2 separate regions of the Mus musculus genome follow, and region 1 is linked to region 2. A link is a contact called in public HiChIP or PLAC-seq data. All regions are on one chromosome and are shown on one strand. Each heading gives the region's core, a stretch centred on a gene start, on an enhancer-like site or on the middle of the called end of the contact. The rest is flanking DNA. Distances are from core to core; before and after follow the strand shown. Region 1 overlaps Ahnak (AHNAK nucleoprotein (desmoyokin)). Region 2 holds the start of Lrrn4cl (LRRN4 C-terminal like).

Region 1 (3,430 bases), core at 676-3,175, 150 kb before region 2:
TATTCACCCCCATCCTCTCAAAACTCAGTGAGCTACCACCCAAATGACAGATGAATACTGAACCCCAGGGCAGGCCAAAACTCTGGTCCCCACTACACTTAGTAACTACATGACTCTGAAGCCCATTGCTACAGAAAATGAGGTTAAAGGAAAGTGGAATAGGTTTCTAACATCTGCGTCCTCCCAGCTATCGGACTCCTGCCAAGGACACTTAACCTCTCTGAACCTATGTTTCTTTGTCTGTGAACATGGAAATAGTAAGAGTTCCATGCAGACTGATGAAATATAAGACAGCAGCAGCTCCACGAAGGCTCCACAAAACGCTCATGTTCATCAGTCTCTAGAATAACTGGTCCTACAGTCACAAGCAGAGGCTGAGACTCTGAAAAGCCCATTTGCCTGGAGTGCACATAAAGAGGGTGATGACACATATATTTCTACGGGTCTTTCCGCTATGCCAACTTCAGTCTATACCTCTTCACTCATGTGAGACTGTTCTCTAAGCATGGATGGTGGCATCCACCCCAGTGACAGTGACTCAGCTTACTATCTGTAGCCAGGCCCCCAGGACCAAAAGGACCCCTTACCCGCTGGAAGTTCCATAGCCATGCTCCTGGTAGTGGCCTAGACAAAGACAATCCCATCCCCACTAGGTTCCCAAAGCCAAAAGCCTTGCTTGGGCCCCTAGTTAGTCAAGGCAATATGGATGCCCACAGTGGACCCTAAGATAGACACTATAGGTGAAGGTGTTCCTCCTTGCCATAGGATGAGCTATCGGCTGCAGAGGTGCCCTGGGAAAGCACCCAGCAGAATGGTGAATATGGCAATGAGCTACAGCCACCCACACAAAATACCACTGGCAGTCGTCTAAAAGCATACCTGTGAAATTGTGTGAAGGACTCTATAAATTGTGGTGAGCCTCGCCCAAAGCCCCACCCTGAAACTGTTTACATCCAGAAATTAGTCAACCAATCATAAATACATGTATCCCGATCACCTCCTGCATGTCCGAGTCTATACTAGATGCTGCAAAGGAAATCAGCCCAGCCCAGCACTTAATTGTACACTGCATGAGGTCGTTACCTCCCAACACTCATGCATCCTCTAGACCTTTATTAAACGCACTCCCTATGCCAGATATGGAAATTTAAAACACTTGAGTCCCATCTCCATACAAATGATAAACAAGGGACTCTGGGTGTGGCTAACTGGGCTCCACAATGTTCCAGAAGTCTTAAGAGGCATCTCGGGGAATGAAATATAAATGAGGCTTCCAAGGTGCTGGAGCGAACCTCCAGGATGGAACAGTAGCCTTTAGAAACCCATGGCACTCAGCAGGTCCAGTCTCAGGCAGAAACCAACAAAAGATAAACACACACAAACCAAAACCAAAACAAACAAACAAACAAACATCCAACAACCTAGATCACCACACCTGTTCTCAAACTTGACAAACTCATAAACACAGTGTTTATCATGGGCCTACTTAACAACACAGGTGCTGGCTAGAGAGTAAGAGAAAACAAGAGAGAAGCCTGCTGGTGCAGGTTTGAGCTAGGGAAACACCCCCTCCCTTCCCAGCAGGCAAAAGAGGCTACTTTAAGAGTAAAGCCACACTGACTCTTTGCAACTTGAAACTGGCACTGGCTTGTCTGCCCTACCCTGGACCAACACTGAGAAGCCAGACTAGAAGTCAGAATCCCAGCAGAAACAGGAAAGTAAAAGTCTCAAGCTCAAACACCTAAGAACTGAAGCCACCCACCCTTCAAGTTTCCTAGTCCCCGCCTTCCTCCTTGTGCAGGGCCCCTTGCTCTGCCAAACATCCTGGTGCTGAGCCAGCAGAGGAGAAAGAGAGCCAGCTCACTCTCACCCACATGGTGGCCCCACCCTGCCTCCTTCCACAGTGAGTCACTGCAGTCTGCAGCAACAGCTCCAGACATGCATAGGGTCACGCCTAGAGCCTAGTCAATGCAATACCTCCTAGGCCAGGCACCCAAGTACACTTCCCACAGTTTTCCTTCTCCCGATTGAGCCCTGGAACAAGGGTCCTTAGATGCCGAAAGCACTGAGGACCAACCTGGACTTGCTGTATGTGTCACTCAGTAGGTTAATGAGCGAAGTTGAAAGAGGTTGAAAAGCTCTCAACCACAGCAAAAAGGAACCACCGGACTCATGCCACAGGTTGGCCCTACCCAAGTGGGTCTGCCAAGCACCTGTCTACTGTGCCACTGGCCAAGAAGGACTCCCTTCTCAACATGCATGGTCCTGAAAGCCATGGTGACGCATACGAGAGATGGGAGGCCATGGTGGCAACAAACTTTGTTTTCTGCATCTGGGCAGCAGCTCTTGGTCTGTCCTCCACTAATGGAGCCTGTAGCCAGCCCAGATGTTCCTCCCTCTCCTCCCATAAAGGTTAAGTCGGGCCTCCAGGTAAATCAAAAAGATCTTTGAAGGTTGGGAGAATTCTTCACAATTCAGTCACTCATCACAAGCCTTTGGGGCTTGAAAAGAGTCAAATGTGAGCTGCTACCATGGTAGCCACATGTAGCTGTTTAAATTTAAATGGATTAGCCTAGCATGGTAGTACACACCTATAATCTCATCACTCAAGAGGGAAAGCCAGGAGATCAAGAGTTTAAGGGTGGCCTGAACTACAGCACAAGTTCAGTGCCAGCCTGGGCTACATGAGCGCCTGTCTCCAAAAGCCAAAACTAAAATCATTTTAGGCAAGTAATTAAATTACCATGGTTACACACACACACTACATGGGGAAAAGAAGATGAGAAATAACTCAGTGGTAAAGAATGCTTGCTGCTCTTCCCCAGAACCTGAGTTCAGCGCCCAGCAGCCAAGTCAGTTGACTCACAACCACCTACAACTCCAGCTCCAGGGAATCCCACGCCCTCTAGCTTCCATGTATCCCTCTACATATGTGGCGCACACTCACAGGCTTACACGTATATACATAAATTACCATGTAAACTCATTTTAACTGTGTGTGTTTGTATATATGTGCATATGTGTACGTGACTGCAAGTTCCCCTGAGGCCAGGAATGTTGAGTTCCCTTGGCGCTGGAATTAGAGGTGGTTGTTAGAGGCTCAACATGGGTCCCAAACTTGGGTCCTCTAAAAGAATAGTACTCACTCTTAACCACCAAGCCATCTCTCTAGCCCTGTGGGGTCTTTTGTTTTGGTCTTTAGCTTTTTGAGACAGGGACTCATATTGTCCAAGCTGACCTCAGCTTTGTAGCTGAGAACTTCTTGATCCTCATGCCTCCAACCTTCCCAGTTCTGAGGTTACAAAGGTATTCTGCTATGCCTGGCTCAAAGTTAAAAATGTAATACCATTACAGTCACATTACAGGTGCCTAACAGTCACTGCCATATTTAGACAGCAAGGGTATGCAAAATCTCCCCTCCAGTAGCATC
Region 2 (3,311 bases), core at 135-2,634:
AACATTGCTCTCACCTGCGTCATTAGCAGCCACCACGCAAAGGACATAAGCAACCCCAGGCTTTAGTCCCTTCAGCTCTGCTCTTCGAACTGTAGCATTGAGAGGGGCACTCTTCTGTGGAGCCCCGTTGCTTTCCCAAAGCAGAAGCCAGTAGTGGCTGACTGGAGAGAAGGGAGCACACCAGTGAACCACTGCGTAGCCTTCTTCAGCCATTATTTGCACTTCTCCCAGGCGAGGAGGCTCTGGCTGTTGATCTTCCCTGGAGAGCCCTGGGCACAGGCAGGCTACTGGCCCAACCTTCTGCAGCTCCTGGCAGGACACCTGCAGGTGGCGGCAACGGTCATAGTCGCAACGGACAGCTAAGGAAGGTGTAGCTACTGTCACATCATCCTCTTCCCCTTCCTGGTAGTCTTCCAGGGTCAAGATCTGAGGTTGGGAAACCAAGGAGGTGGTCATGGCTGCCAGCCACAGAAGGGAAAGAGAGCCCAACATGGAGTCTGGAAGAGAAAGAGTGAATGGGTAAATGCTGTCAGCCCTGTCTTCCAGGGCTATGTGAAGTATGTGAAAAGTACACTATGTGAAAAGTACAACATAGAATCAAGACCGAAAGAGGTGGGCTGAGACATACAGTCATTGTCAACTGGCTTTTCAGAAGCCAGTGTTCTGGATTTTTGGCTGGTCTAAGGCTGCCCTTCAACTCTGTCTACACCTCCAAATCATTAGAATTATTAACATCACAAATGACTGCTTTGTTTGGGATAAAAATAATGAAATACGGCCCCACAGGAGAGAGAGATGTTTGGGAAGCACCGTGCAAAGTGCTAGAAGCAGGCATCTAATGGATAAACAAAAGTGCTGGGGAAAGAGGTAGAGGAAAGGATTTATTCAGTTTGGGGAAGAAAGGTGGACTGAGTCCACAGCCATCCTGAGAAATAACCAATCTAGAGCAATGCTTAGTAAGATTTACAAAAATCCAGAGAGAAGGCAGGAGATGAAGGAAGAAAGGGCGGCGGTGGGCACTGGAGTCCTCCCTCCCTACCTGCATTTGTACAAATCCCGCTCAGGCAATTCAGACTTCTCTCTGTGCACCCTCTTCCCGGGACCCACAGTAGCCCCTCACCAGTGGGTAGGCCTCGTCACAGTGAGGGTTTGCCCCCAGATATCCGTGGCTATCAGGCGGAGAGGCCACTGTCAGGTTGTATCTTCAATTCTATTTTGGTTGAGAACTTTTATACTCCTCAACTCTGATGTCATCACCTAGCCCCTGTGTGCCAAGAAGAGGGCTGGTTCCCTCAGAGGGACTGAGTCACGGGGCCAGGGAGAGGGGAAGCCACATGCAGCGGTTTCAGCTGGAGGCCAGGATGCCTGGGTTCTGACAGAGGAATGAAATGTGGAAAGCAGCCAGGAACTGAGAATCCAAAGGCTGCAGTCATGTGAAAGGATGGGGAGAGGAGTATTATCGGAGGAGGGAGGGAGGGAGGGCACCTGGCTGGTATCAGACAGGAAAACATCTGTGGATGGCTTGGGGCCTAAATTACAAAAAGCTGTTTTGGTAAAAATCCTTCCGCGTTCATGGCAGTCATTTCCTGTCTTCTGCCTCCCAATGGACAGAAAAGGGAGGGGTGTAAAGTCCAGAGTGATGCTCTCCGGGCACGCCCTCCTCTGACCCCCTCCCCTGAGGGAGATGAGAATCACATGCTAGAGCAGGATGCCTCTTACTGGCCAGGACAGGGTTTCTTCCCCAGGTTATGGACGGAAAGAGCTACATTGAGTGTGGTGGTGCATGCCTGAATTTCTTAGCACTAGGGAGGCTGAGGACGATCACTAGGAAACAGCCTGCGTAACATAGTGAGACCCTACCTCAGAAAATAAGCCAAAGCCATAACGCTTGTAATTCAGTACTTGGGATCTGTGGCAGAAGAGTTGCTAAAGGTTTGAGGCCAGCCTCTAAGAATGTTTAAAACTTAATAATAAAAAAGGAAGAAAACAGCCTGGCGTGATGGCTCATGCCTTTAATCCCAGTACTCGGGAGGCAGAGGCAGGCGGATTTCTGAGTTCGAGGCCAGCCTGGTCTACAAAGTGAGTTTCAGGACAGCCAAGGCTACACAGAGAAACCCTATCTTCAAAACAAAACAAAACAAAACAAAAGCAGTACAGGGCTAGAGAGATGGCTTAGTAGTTAAGAGTATTGGCCAGGGGGCTGGTGAGATGGCTCAGTGGGTAAGAGCACCCGACTGCTCTTCCGAAGGTCCAGAGTTCGAATCCCAGCAACCACATGGTGGCTCACAGCCATCCGTAACAAGATCTGACTCCCTCTTCTGGTGTGTCTGAAGACAGCTACAGTGTACTTACATATAATAATAAAATTTAAAAAAAATGGCCCCGTGGGCTTATATATTTAAAAAAAAAAAAAAAAAGAGTATTGGCCAGTCTTCCAATTTCAAATCTTAGCACTAGATGGTGGCTGTGTGGGCTGGTCTTATGTCAAGTTGACACACAAACTAGTCATCTAAAAGGGAGAAATCTTGAGACAAGCTCCACAACATCTGGCTGTAAGGTATTTTCTTAACTAGAGATTGGTGGTGGAGGGCCCAGCCCATCATGGATGGGGGCATCCCTGGGCTGGTCATCTTTGGTTCTATAAGAAAGCAGGCTGAGCAAGCTAAGTGGAACAGCACCCCTCCATGGGCTCTGCATCAGCTCCTGCCCCCAGGTTGCTGACCTAATTTCCTTTGATGAACAGCAATATGGAAGTGTAAGCCAAATAAACCCTTTTCTCCCCAACTTGCTTTTTGGTTGTGGTGTTTTATCACAGCAATAGAACCCTAAGACAGTGGCTTATTCACAGCCATGTATCTGCAGTTCTGGGAGATTAAATGCCCCCTTCCAGCCTCCAGTGGTACCCAAACTCACATGCACAGAATAAAAAATAAAACACTTAAAATGGGAACACACTGGGGGGCTAAAGAGATGTCTGAGTAGTTAAGAGTGCTTGCTGGCTGTTCTCAGAGAGTACAGTTCAGATCCCAGCACTCATGTGGGGAGGCTCACAGACACCTGTAACTCCAGCTCCAGGGGATCTGACATCCTCTTCTACCTCTCTCTTAGCAACCCACATGTCCATACATCCAGAGAAGCAGCACACATACACAGATATAAAAACAAATAATAAAAAACTGATACCCAGGGCTGGAATGATGGCCCAGTGGTTAAGAGAGTTTCCTGGTCTTACAGCAGATATAGGTTTGGTTCCCAGCTTCGATATGGTAGCTCATAACTCTCTATAACTCCAGCCTCTGGGGATCTACCCT

Evidence for each region. HiChIP or PLAC-seq counts read pairs in DNA pulled down with a chosen protein or histone mark.
Region 1: a contact with region 2 is called in an H3K4me3 HiChIP or PLAC-seq map of bone marrow-derived macrophages, with 2.5 times the contacts expected there. The contact joins the enhancer-like site here to the promoter of Lrrn4cl in region 2. A contact is called at or near these places in 14 of 39 promoter capture datasets (the 3T3-L1 cell line, the C10 cell line, the SN4741 cell line and 9 more), 3 of 15 datasets of contacts at CTCF or cohesin (the NIH/3T3 cell line, embryonic stem cells and large pre-B cells), 7 of 484 Hi-C or Micro-C datasets (the G1E-ER4 cell line, the N1E-115 cell line, embryonic stem cells and 1 more), 17 of 115 datasets of contacts at active chromatin or transcription factors (the NIH/3T3 cell line, T-cell acute lymphoblastic leukemia, bone marrow-derived dendritic cells and 7 more) and 4 of 9 other capture datasets (adipose tissue, liver, macrophages and 1 more).

The regions. Positions count from the first base shown.
Region 1 is chr19:8,996,211-8,999,640 of GRCm38.p6, reverse strand. All of the region lies in intron 1 of Ahnak (AHNAK nucleoprotein (desmoyokin)), which reads right to left. Among named protein-coding and RNA genes, the nearest start is that of Ahnak, 8.6 kb to the right of the region's middle. Within about 2 kb of position 1,925, at least 163 of the 459 cell types and tissues checked have an H3K27ac peak or open chromatin away from gene starts, as enhancers often do. A contact at or near this core is called in the G1E-ER4 cell line, the N1E-115 cell line, the NIH/3T3 cell line and 8 more, where this site is marked.
Region 2 is chr19:8,848,841-8,852,151 of GRCm38.p6, reverse strand. Lrrn4cl (LRRN4 C-terminal like) reads right to left here and starts at 1,384. Exons shown (of 2, transcript NM_001013019.3): 1 at 1,040-1,384; 2 at 1-497. The coding sequence starts at 492.